Linked DNA regions of Mus musculus: all the other regions are linked to region 1. The links are chromatin contacts, called in public Hi-C and HiChIP or PLAC-seq maps. All regions are on one chromosome and are shown on one strand. Each heading gives the region's core, a stretch centred on a gene start, on an enhancer-like site or on the middle of the called end of the contact. The rest is flanking DNA. Distances are from core to core; before and after follow the strand shown.

Region 1 (3,769 bases), core at 610-3,109:
AGTATTTTGTATTTGTTTTTTTTTTTAAAGGATGCTTAAAGCATGCGGTCTTCCAAAAATCCAGAGATAATTTTAGATTGAAAAAAATCTAGGCTTGCCAAGGGAATCTGAGAACTTTTCTATCTTGGTCTCCAATGCTAACCTACGTATTCGTGTGCAAAAATAGAGGAAGATTAGAATCTCAAATGCCAGACTGAAAAGTTGCCACAACAAACTTGCACTCTTCATATGGAGTCTGTGATCTTGTCAGCAAGAAAGCAAATAAAACAGCAATAAAACCTTGTTTAATATGTATATCTTATATGTATATGTATCACACACATAAATATCAAATATAAAGAAAGTATTCTCTGAACTTGTAAAAGAAATGATCTTTTTAAAGATTACAAGGAAAAACTTACTATTTTCAAGGCACATAAAAACCTCCAAACGCACACCGAATCAAGCTCGCAAGTAGTCTTTTACAAATACATTCTTAGAACTTTAAGCCTAAAATAAGATAATAAGACAACAATGGTTACCTGGATGACTATACTGCCACTTGGGAAATATGTCTTAAAAATAAAAACAAATACAAAGGCAAGGCCTCTTGGCCTGTGTCTTTAATTCTAGCACTTGAGAAACTGAAGCAGAGAGATCTCTGTGAGCTTAAGGCCAATCTGGTCTACACCGTGGGGGTCTGTTCAAAATAAGTATGAGTAAATAAACAAATTTTTTAAAAAAGGTTAAAAATGTTAAAGCAATTATGAGAAGCAAACACAGATGTAATTTTCTACAACAGTGCGTTTGAGGTTTCCAAGCATATCCACAAGGAGAAAAACGGAATGTTACCTTTGACCCCCATTTGTAAATTTAGCCGAAGACAATAATCAAATAAATCCTTTTTGCCACAAGTGTTTTTTCTTGTGACAGGGACAATCAAATATTCATTAGAGTTTGGATAAATTATGGTACTCGATGTTCTACTACAAAACCTCTAAGAGTGACAGTATATATATCTGCACTTACTGATGTCACCAAAATGTTAGGAGCGGTTGTCACCGAGTCGCCGTGGTCATTTTCCCTCCTGACACTTTGTATACAGTGGCGAGTGTTTTTTACAAGGACAGAAGAATGAATCGCTTTCATAATGGCAACGGGTGGGGAAGGGCAAGGACAATCTATTTTCAAACTGGGGGCTCCCCAGGCTGATCGTTTCCCAGGCAATTTTGGTTAAAGTATAAACAAAATTCTTATCATGCCAAACAGGCATGCTCTTTTTCCCCTGCTCCACGAGGAGCAGGAAGACACACCCCTGACCCCGGCGCTCGCCCGACGGGTGTGGGTCCTTCCTCAGTCCTAGCCCAGCCTCGGCCCTCCTCTGACCCCCGCCGCGCCCACGGGCTCAGAGGGAGCCAGGAAGGGGCGCGCGGCCGGCCGGGGAGCCGCGGGGCGGCCTGAGGGCAGCGGCGCCCGCCTGTGCCCGTGGACCCAGGTCGCCCACAGGCCGCCAGCCCCGGGCGCACGGCGCCCCGAGCTTCCGGGAGCGGATCCCCCGCGGCGGCCCAAGGCAGCCGCGTCCTTCAGCGCCAACGCGCCCCTCAGGGTCTCGTCCCGGGCGCGCGCCGAGAGGCCCCTCCGGGCTTCCGTCCGCCCGGCCAGCGCCCGCCGAGCCCGGCGTCCTCCACAGCAGGCGGGCGAGGGACGGCGCCGAGGGAAGCGGCACCCCGCGAGCTCGCCTCGATGCCAGTCGCCCTTGCGACCCGCCGCCCGCTACCCCTAGCCAGTCCCCGCCGACCCGAGCCCGCTGGCGACCGTACCTCACCTGCGAAGCGCCCCGGCTCCGGCGCACCGCCCGGACCGGCTGTGTACACCGGAAGTGACGTCGGCGGGCGGCCCCGCCCCCGCCCCAGGCGGTCGCTGCGGTTTCCCCGGCCGGAGCCCACCCTCCCCTCGTGCTGGATGGGCGGCGGCGAAGCTCTGCGTTCCCTCCCTGTTTCCAGACCTAGTCGGAACCCTGCTGAGGGGCTCGGTTGCGTCCTCGCGTATTTATCATTGAAATTAATGATAGAACCATTGATCGCTAGACATCACACCTGACAGACGATGTAGGAGCGGGATAGTACTAGCACCCTCAGGGATTGCTTCGTGAGCGGTGCCAACAGAATACTACTGTCACAAATCACTGTAATGATGTAGTGCCATTTGTGGCAGATGGTAGGAGGGGAAAGTAGAAGAGAGAAGGAGAGAGTACCCCGACCCAATGGAAGTGGATGTCCAGATAATTACCCTCCGGGTTAGATCAAGAGCTAAGATCCCTAAAAGAAAAAGGAAAAAAAAAAAAAAAAAAAAGGAATTTTAAAACAAAACCTGAGGAGGACTACATGACAGCACACAGCAAAACACAAATAGGCGAAAGGGACCCGAGATCGTAGCTCGGAGATAGAGTACTACTCAACTTGTCAGGGGCACATATTACAGCCCCAGGGTTTTGCAATGAGAGTTTGGGAGGTTAAGACACATGTTTTAGGCTGGGAGTGGTGGTGCATACCTTTAAGTCCCAGTCACTCAGAAGACAGAAGCAGGCAGATTTCTATGAATTTGAACCCTGCCTGGTCTACATAGCAAATCCAGGGCTAGCCAAGGCTACATAGAACCTGTCTCAAAAAAAAAAAAAAAAAAAAAAACCACACACACACAAAAGGTGAATAATTATCAAATGTTTCATTGTCAGAAAACTAGAGAAGATAGGATTTATCTAAGAACATTCCAAACTCCCTGTTTTAAACAAGGGCTTATTTGGCAGTACTTGGGAAGCTGTCAGGATTGCCCAGACTCGAGGTCTGAAACCCGGAGGCAGGAATGGTTGTATCAGGCTGAAATCCAGTTTAGTGGTAAAGCACTTACTTAGCACAGGACAGGCATTGGGTTCACCCTCAGCATTAGGGGAAAGTATGGATGTAGATTTTGATGCAGTATTTGAAAACAACAAAATCTTTCAGGACTGGGTTGTGCTTGGCCCCAGATCCTAGGGTGCTAGAGACTCAGTGATCATTAAAGGTCCACCCAGGTCAGGGGCTACAAAGTTGACGTTCTCACAGTGATAAAGATGAAAGACATAAACACTTAGAGGAGTAACTGAAATGAAGGCAAATTTATTACAGAGAAATAAAGAAAAGTTAAAAAAGGGTGGTTGTGGGGCTGGTGAGATGGCTCAGTGGGTAAGAGCACCCGACTGCTCTTCCAAAGGTCCTAAGTTCAAATCCCAGCAACCACATGGTGGCTCACAACCACCCGTAATGAGATCTGATGCCCTCTTCTGGAGTGTCTGAAGACACCTACAGTGTACTTACATATAATAAATAAATAAATAAATCTAAAAAAAAAAAAAAAACGGTGGTTGTCTGAGTCTCTGTCTCAGGCCAGCCTGGTCTACAGAGTGAGTTCCAGGACAGTCAGGGCTATACAGAGAAGAAACCCTGTCCAAAAAAAAAAAAAGGTGGTAGTAGTAGTGGTATACACAGGGGGGAAAAAAAAGTAGCACATTTACTATGTTCTGGGGCCTGGGCAATGGCTCAGTGGTTAAGAGCACTGGTACTTCTGGCACCCACCTGGTGGTTCACAACCATCATTACTCCAATTCCAGGTGATCTGATACCCTCTTCTGACCTCCTCAGGCACCAGGCACACATACAGGCATGTAAAGCACTCATACACATAAAAGAAAATAAATCCATTCAACAAAATAAAAACATATTCTATACAGAGTGAGTTCTAAGACAGTCAGGGC
Region 2 (3,769 bases), core at 925-3,424, 900 kb after region 1:
AGTGAGAAAGAGGTTCACTGTGAAAGAACAAAGAGGTGTCAGTAGGGGACAGTAGCTCTTGGAGTTCAGAGCCCATGTCTGGGCTAGGAGTGAACACAGGACAACACAGTTGAAATGAAGGTACCCCCTCTTTATCTCAGTTGCCATGGCCCATGTCAAGGCCAGAGACTCTCCCTCCACCGCCATTCCTTCTGGGACAGGCAAAGGTGAGGAACTCAGAGGGTCTCGGGATAGAGACAGCAGTGTGCTAGCTTGGCTGTGTCATCCTGTGTCATGATGATACTCATGCCACAGAATTCAGTGTTTTCCTCTCAGATTTGAGGCTACCCATCCCGTATGCTCAGTCCCAAGAGCTCTACCTTTCAAGCAGCCTTCTACCACCTTGAAGGACTTCCTCCTTTGATGGGCATTTGGGGTAACAATACCATCATCTTCCCTGCACCCCATGATCCTAAAGGCAGAGAGTGCTCTCCTGACACCGGCACAGTAAGTGTCCACCTCAGTAGGAATGTCCATTGCTTCAGTTGGCTCCAGGCTGAGACAGAGTCTAAGCCAAATGAAAAGAATTCTAACAGCCTGGGGACCAGGGTGCCCCCCCTCCATGATTGAGGCACTCATCTCAGGAGCAGTGATTCTACATTTGATGAAGAAATAGGGGTATTCACCCCATCTGCACCCCCAGGGCATTCTGGTTCTGTTAGACCCAGACACGGGCATCTCCTGAGCAAGGAAGCCCTCACCTTTGCCCTGCCCACCTGGGAAACACAATAGCCAGGACCCAGACACAGTGACCACTAGCAGCAGGTGAAGCAGGAACTCAGGGCATATAAGCCACTGCTTAGATTAGCTCACATAGCCTGTGCAGTAGTCCTCTCCTGGACACTCACCCTTCTCTATTCCTGGAGGCCAGATGAGAGTTACAGTTTAAAAAGAAAGAGCTGCCCCACACCCCTCACAACTTTGTCACTTCAGTGGTTTTAGGGAGCCTGTCACATTCCTAGGCCCTCAACAGTGATATCACTGGGTGTCCCCTAATGACCCAGCTCTTCTAAGGGCCTCCCTCCTTCATCAAGGTAAATAAAGAACCATGTGGGTTGGGGATTTAACTCCTTCCTTCCCCTCTCCTGCAATGGGCTCTGGGAAAGTGGACAGAAATTTTTCCTGGTCAGGGAAGGAGCCTTCTAACCTAGGTTCCAGTCCTGGCGGGTTCTTGGCCCTCCCCGGAACAGACTCAGACCCCCCCCCCCAACCCCCATCAGGGATGAACCGACCTATGACCATCTGGGTCTGGGAAGACACAATGGGAAAATGAGTTCTCACATCTGCCTCCCTCCCCCCCGCCACAAGCCCCCATGCTGAGTCCCCATCTTTTGGCTAGCTCCCAGGCCTGTCCAGGACTCCAGGCAGGAAAGGGTTCCTTCTTTAGGGAGCAGTAGTCCAGGCCTTTGTCCACAGCTCTGGAAGCCAGAGCACCACTCAGGCAGGCCGGGCTGGAAAGCATCAGGAAGACCCCAGCCTCTCCCAGGAACCCAAGGCCAGCGTTCTCGTCCCCCAGCTCCGGGCCTGGGGTTCTGCTGTGGTGGGAGGCTCCCTCCTCGGCAGCCCAAGGGTGCCTGGGCGCGGAAGCCATCGCAGTGCAGGCTCCAAGCCCTCCCATCCCGCCCGGCCCCTCGCGGCCCACTCACCCAGGCAGACGACTGCGAGCGGCGCCCTGGCGCCCGGCGCCCCCTCCGGCCCCGCGGCCGCGCGCTTCTCCATGCCGGGGCGGGCCGCGCGCGGACGCCTGCTGCCCTGCGGCCGGGGCTCCGCCTGGGGCTAGGGCTGGCGCGGCGGCTGCGGCCCGGGTGCGGGCGGCGGCTGCGGCGGCGTCTTTGTGCGGCGGCGGTGCAGGCCCGCAACGCGCGGGGCCACATCGGCCGCGGCGTCACGGGCCCCGCGGGGGCTCAGCGGCGGTCGCCAGGGAAGACCCTCGCCCGCCGCTGTCCCGGAGCCCCGGCCGGCGCGCCCAGCCCGGCCTGCGCACCGAGACCTCCGGCGCGCCCATGCCCCGGCGCGCCCTGCCCGTCGGTCCCCGGGCCGCCCGCGCTGCGCCGCACGGTGCCTACGAGGGTGCGTCGCTCGGTCCGTCCGTCCTCCCGGCCGGCCCCTCGCCTAAGCCCGGAGCCGGGAGGCCGCGCCGCGCTAGCCACGTGACGCGCCCGCCGAGCCGCAGTGGCGCTGACAGGGCGGGCGGAGGAGGCTGGGGCGGGCCGGGGGGCGCACGCCCCGCCTCGGGGTGCTGGACAGCTCCACGCACGCGGCTCCGACCGGAACCCGCTAGCTCTGAACCTTGGCTCAGCGATTAGGGCTGGCATTGCGCCTATGGTCCGGGGAAGCGCTCGCCTTCGCCCTTTGATCCCAAGATCTGGTCTCTTTCCCGAAGCCAGGCGACTGTGCTGGGGAAGAGAGGGAGACTGAGGTGGGATGGCGTGGAAAGGGCTGATGGGGGCCAAGACAATGAGTCGAGGCCCAAGGTTGGGACCTGACTTCTTCCTAATGCAATGCGTTCCTGGCTGATTTGCTTTGGGAATTCTCTCCTCCTGCTGGCCCTCTGTCCTTCTCATTTACCTCATCCTGTCTCTAAAGTGGCTCCCTTGTAAAAAGTGAGGCCTGTGTGGAGACATTGATGAGAACCCTGAGAGGACTTTGGACACCCAGTTGTGCCCCTGACCAGCTCAGTTACCCCCTCATCCTCTAGGGAACCGCGATGATGTATGCTTTTTAAGCGTGTGGTTGTAGTCTGGAGACAACCTGTCAACCAAGGGTTTGAATCCAGGAGAGGCAAAAACCAGAATGAACTTGGAAGAGGAATTGAGGAGTTGGGGTCAATTGAGGTCAGCTGTTCTTTAAAACTGATGCTAAATCAGAGGTCCCCAAATACCCCCGAGCAAGGAGGCTCCGCAAGCTGGGGTGAGCCTCACCTTCCACACACACACCCATGGTCTTTAGCTTTTGTGCGTGCCCTCACAAGCACTGCCACTCATTAAGATTATGAAGGCTGAGGGAAACAACGGTCCATTAGTGAAAGCTGTGGACACAGGAATTCGTTAACTTCATTTTCACTGTACAGGAACCAAAAGTGTTTCTTTGGGGGAACTCTGAGTCTTTCTGTGCTTTCTTGTTCTCCTTCTAAGCCTTTTGTGATTATGCCAGAGTAGATTTTCCCAGTAAGTATTAAAGGGTTTTTAAAATCGGGTAATGAGGGGGCGGCGGTTGGACAGGTAGCTTAGTGGTTAAAAGTTCTTGCTGATCTTCCAGGGGACCTGAGTTCGGTTCCTGCACCCACGTTGGTTTACACTTCCGATTCCAGGGTGTCTGACAGCCTTTTCGGGCCTCCTCGGGCACCAGGCACATGTATAGCTCACATAGACACATGCAAGCAAAATACTTGGTGGCACATGCAAGCATCACACATAACATTGCAATTGCAAATAGCCCATAATCCAGAAGAGGAATTTTTGAGTTTATGACCAGACCTGTACCACCATGACCCCAGAAAGAAAGGAAGAAAGAAACAAGCAGAATGGCATGGATTCTCTCTCTCTCTCTCTCTCTCTCTCTCTCTCTCTCTCTCTCTTTCTGTGTGTGTGTGTGTGTGCCAGCTACATATACATACACACACATATACACATGTGTGTATATGTATACATCTATATCCATATATAACACATGTATACACACATATATACATATACATACATATTATCTAAGCCAAGAATTCCATTTCTGG
Region 3 (3,769 bases), core at 489-2,988, 870 kb after region 1:
CTATATATATCCCAGGAGAGACATGCAAACACCATCTTCAACCCTTAACAGACTCAACCCTTCTCAAACACAGACTCCACATTCCAAGTCCCCGGAGAGGCTCATCTCTGAAAAACTACTGGCTTCTGGCCTGTGACTCTGATGCCACCCTCTGCCCCTTGACAAAGAGCCTCAGGGGAAATCCTTCTGGCTGGACCCTAACCCAGGCGACCTTGGCATTGCAAAGACAACGGAGTCGCTAGTCAAATCAGAAAGTCAAGCCTCTCAGGTCCTTACTACCTGCAACACTCATGAGTGTCCTGGGTATCAGGACCGCTCTCCCCTATCCCAGCCCACCCCAGCCTGACCCAGCACCGCACGAGGTTCCTTTAAGAGAGTCTTGCCACGTTCAGCTTATCGTCTCTGGGGCGGGAGGCAGAGGTCGCCAAGAATGTTGGGCTTCGTCGGGAGTGCGAAGGATGAAGCTCTGCCGAGTGGCTTCCCCCTCCTGGTCCCCCCAGAGTCCTCCCTCTTCTATTTATCAAGTCCCCGCCCCAATTTCGAAGTACCAGGCCCTGGCCAAGACCCCACCTCCGTGCTCCGCCCCCAGCCCAGGCTCTTGGGCTCCTGAACTCGTCCCATCTCGGGTCCTCCCTGCCCTTCCCCAGCAAACTCTGAGGCCGCGATCGGGGGAAGGACCGGTGGCCCCGAGTGGCCTCATCCTCATGCAGGGGACGGCGCGACGCAGCTATCGCCAGCAACACACAAAAGCTGTTCCGCCGTCGGCCACACCGTGCCAGCCTCGCTCCGCCCGCCGCCCCGGTGGCCCCGACGCGGCCCTGCTCCCTCGCACCACCCGCGCATGAATTTGCCCCGCGATCTGGGCTGCACCGCCCAATGGCTTCCGGGAGGAGGCAGGCTTCCCAGGATCCTGGGCCCGATACCTCCTTGCTACCACAATTGTTCTCTTCCCGTCTCTCTGGCACTTCCAGCGGTCTGGTCACCTTGAGCCATGCTAGACGGCCTGGGCCAAAGTCCCAGTCCACTGTGCCCTGACTGACCTGTGTAGAGGAGTCTGCGGTGGGGACCTAAGGCTGGACCCGAAGAGGAATTAGGGGATGCTGAGGCAGGGATAGATTTGATGGTGATGGGGACTGTCCCAAACTCCCAGGATGCCCGGGGCCCCACTGGGGTCTCCTTATCTTCAACTCTTCTCAAGCCTTTTGCCTTCAGAATTGTTTTAAGGACAGTCTCCATTCATCCCAAATGACTCAGTCAGGACCGCCTAGAGGCCAGGGAGCTATCAAAAAGTCTTCATGGAGACCGTGCCACTGTCAGGCTAATTGCCGCTAGGCGGTGGTTTTCAACCTGTGCAATGCCCACCCTTCACAAATGGGGCTTGAGGGATTTAGAAAGTACAGGCTGGGGCATGCAGCACCGCCTACCCCAGCACGTCTTGCTCACACTCCTTGAGCGCAGGGACAGCCTGGTCTTTGAGCTCTTCTCCCCCACCTCACCCAAGTCTGGGTGTAGCCCCTTCGTTCACTCAACTAGGAAGTCCTTTCTAAGTCTGATCCCAGTCCCCTCCTGTCTCCCCTGACTAGGGTTGGGGGTGGGGGGGAAGGGGGAGTTCCCTTTAAGGGCGGTGGGGGAGGGGGCTGCCGGCCGTCCCTCCTTCCGTCCCTCCCTGGATCCAGCCGCCCGGGGGCCCCCGGGGGCCCGGGCCCCGTGCCAGCGCATGCGCCCGCCTGTGGGCGCTGTCCCGGGCTGCGAGGGCCGCGAGCGCACCGACAGACGAACCGACCGACGGAGGACTGGCTGCGGGCCGGACAGACGGGGTAGCGCAGGGAACTGGGATGAGGCGGGACAGCGACATGGCAAGCCACATACAACAGCCAGGCGGGCACGGGAACCCCGGCCCTGCGCCCTCGCCTTCCCCGGGCCCTGGTCCCGGCCCGGGCGCCTCGGAGCGGGTGGCACTCAAGAAAGAGATCGGGCTGGTGAGCGCTTGCACCATCATCATCGGTGAGTAGGGCGTACATAGCGTGGAAGTACTGGGGGAACCCCTTTATGTTCCTCCCTCACGAAGACCATAAGACCACAGGGGCAAAGGAACCCTTCGAGCACCTGCTGCCATAGCTGGAGAATACACTTGACCCCATTCGGAACAGAACCTGGCAAACCAGTCACAAAACTTCTTGCCCTCACCTCCCCAACCTCTCTGAAAATTTGCGCCTGGAAGGGGGTGGGGGTTCGGGTGGGGGCTTTCCTTGCTGCAACCCTCCCCTGGCCTTCACTCAGCTGAGGGGCTTTACCAAGGCAAGTCCCCTGTTCCCACCTAGGAAACGGAAATAATTGCTAGGCCTGGCTTGAGTGGCAAGTTCTGGGCTGCAGGGCAGCCTGTGTGCATCCCTACTGTGTGCCAGATTCAAGTGCCAGGGAAGTGAAGCCATCTGTTCTTGGAAAGCAGGAAGGTAAATGGCCGGGTAGAGTCTAAAGCAAGGGTTAAAGGCCACGAAGCTGACCTTCCTGGCAGAGGTGGCCACAGAATCCGAGGAGAGGTAGCGAAGTAGCCAGGAGCAGACCAAGCCTCCAGGAGAGCACCCACTCAGCCCTGGGATCCAAGTGAGCACTCTCGTGATCTGGTGGCATCTGAATGGGTGCTCTCATGGCCTGGCCCCTCTCGCTCTTCCTACAGATGGTGCTTTTTGCATAGGTAGAATGCCCCGGGGACAGGGTTGGGCAGCAACCCCACCTCTGTCTGTCCCTTGACTCCTGAAGGAGAACTGGACTAGACCTCTTGGGCGGGGCCTTTTCTGATTCCCTGTGCCCAGGAGTTGGGGGTCTAAAAGAGCAGTAATTGGGGTCTTGATTGTCCCCTTTCCCAGCCAGTAGGAAGTGGCACACAGTAGGGATGCAGCCAAATAGCTCTCTTTCTGCCCTTTGACCCCTGGAGATAGAGAAAGGCTGAAGTGTGTGTGTGTGTGTGTGTGTGTGTGTGTGATCTTTACCTTCTGCTCTGTGCCCTTCCATGAGAAACTCCAGCTGGAGAGATGTAGTGTCTCTTGGGTATCCCCTGCACTCCTACCCAGAGTCACCCCTGAACCCAGCTCCAGAGAATTCCACCACCTGCCTTCTTCCTTCTAGAATGCTTATCTCCCAGGGACTGGTCCTGATGTCCCTCCAGCCCCCCTGACTGTCTGATAATAGAAAGGACCGAGCCTGTGGGCCAGGCCAGAGCAGTGGTTAGAGCTTTGCCTTCAGCCAACACCATTTTCAGGGTACTGTACCTCCTCCCCGCAAAAGGGAAGCCTACTTATCACTTGGGTCACTGGTGGGGCTGGCTATGGTGCCAGAGAGGTTCAGAGATGGTGGAGAGGAGAGCCTAGCATCAGAGGCTGCCAGGCTGCCAGCCATCTGCAAGAGGATGGGAATGGTGGTGTAGGGGAGAGATGAACACCCAGTCCACCATTTTGCTCCTTCTCCATTCAGGCTTTGGAGGAACTGGTGCCCCGGAGCCTGGCTCTGGGCCGCCAGCTCCCTTCCCATTTCAGCCTGTTCTTGCTTCACTGTTCCCCCTTGGCCTCCAGAAGATGAAGGCTGAGGAGGAGGGTGGAAGTCAACTGCGCTAACCAAGAAACAGAACTCAACCACTGTCCCAGCCCAGGGCACTGGGTGCTCTCCCAGGGGGCCAGGCTTAAGAAGCTCAAAAGTTCCATCAGTCAAGACACCAGGCCAGGCAGGGGACAGAACCAGACAGCGGGGGATTGTCCTAAACTAGGTGACTGGG

Evidence for each region. Hi-C and Micro-C count contacts between places; a contact is called where the count stands out from the background. HiChIP or PLAC-seq counts read pairs in DNA pulled down with a chosen protein or histone mark.
Region 2: a Hi-C map of liver shows a contact between it and region 1, with 4 times the contacts expected there. The contact joins the promoter of Lrp3 here to the promoter of Garre1 in region 1. A contact is called at or near these places in 2 of 39 promoter capture datasets (cranial neural crest and hippocampal neurons), 1 of 484 Hi-C or Micro-C datasets (liver) and 1 of 9 other capture datasets (pancreatic islet).
Region 3: a contact with region 1 is called in an H3K4me3 HiChIP or PLAC-seq map of embryonic hindbrain, with 5 times the contacts expected there. The contact joins the promoter of Slc7a10 here to the promoter of Garre1 in region 1. A contact is called at or near these places in 2 of 39 promoter capture datasets (cranial neural crest and hippocampal neurons), 1 of 115 datasets of contacts at active chromatin or transcription factors (embryonic hindbrain) and 1 of 9 other capture datasets (adipose tissue).

The regions. Positions count from the first base shown.
Region 1 is chr7:34,311,688-34,315,456 of GRCm38.p6, forward strand. It overlaps Garre1 (granule associated Rac and RHOG effector 1), which reads right to left and starts at 1,860. Exons shown (of 14, transcript NM_172741.3): 1 at 1,805-1,860.
Region 2 is chr7:35,213,171-35,216,939 of GRCm38.p6, forward strand. Lrp3 (low density lipoprotein receptor-related protein 3) reads right to left here and starts at 2,175. Exons shown (of 8, transcript NM_001024707.2): 1 at 1,686-2,175; 2 at 1-17. The coding sequence starts at 1,758.
Region 3 is chr7:35,184,647-35,188,415 of GRCm38.p6, forward strand. It overlaps Slc7a10 (solute carrier family 7 (cationic amino acid transporter, y+ system), member 10), which reads left to right and starts at 1,739. Exons shown (of 11, transcript NM_017394.4): 1 at 1,739-2,004. The coding sequence starts at 1,836. Gm38988 (a long non-coding RNA gene) reads right to left here and starts at 311. Exons shown (of 4, transcript XR_003946743.1): 1 at 1-311.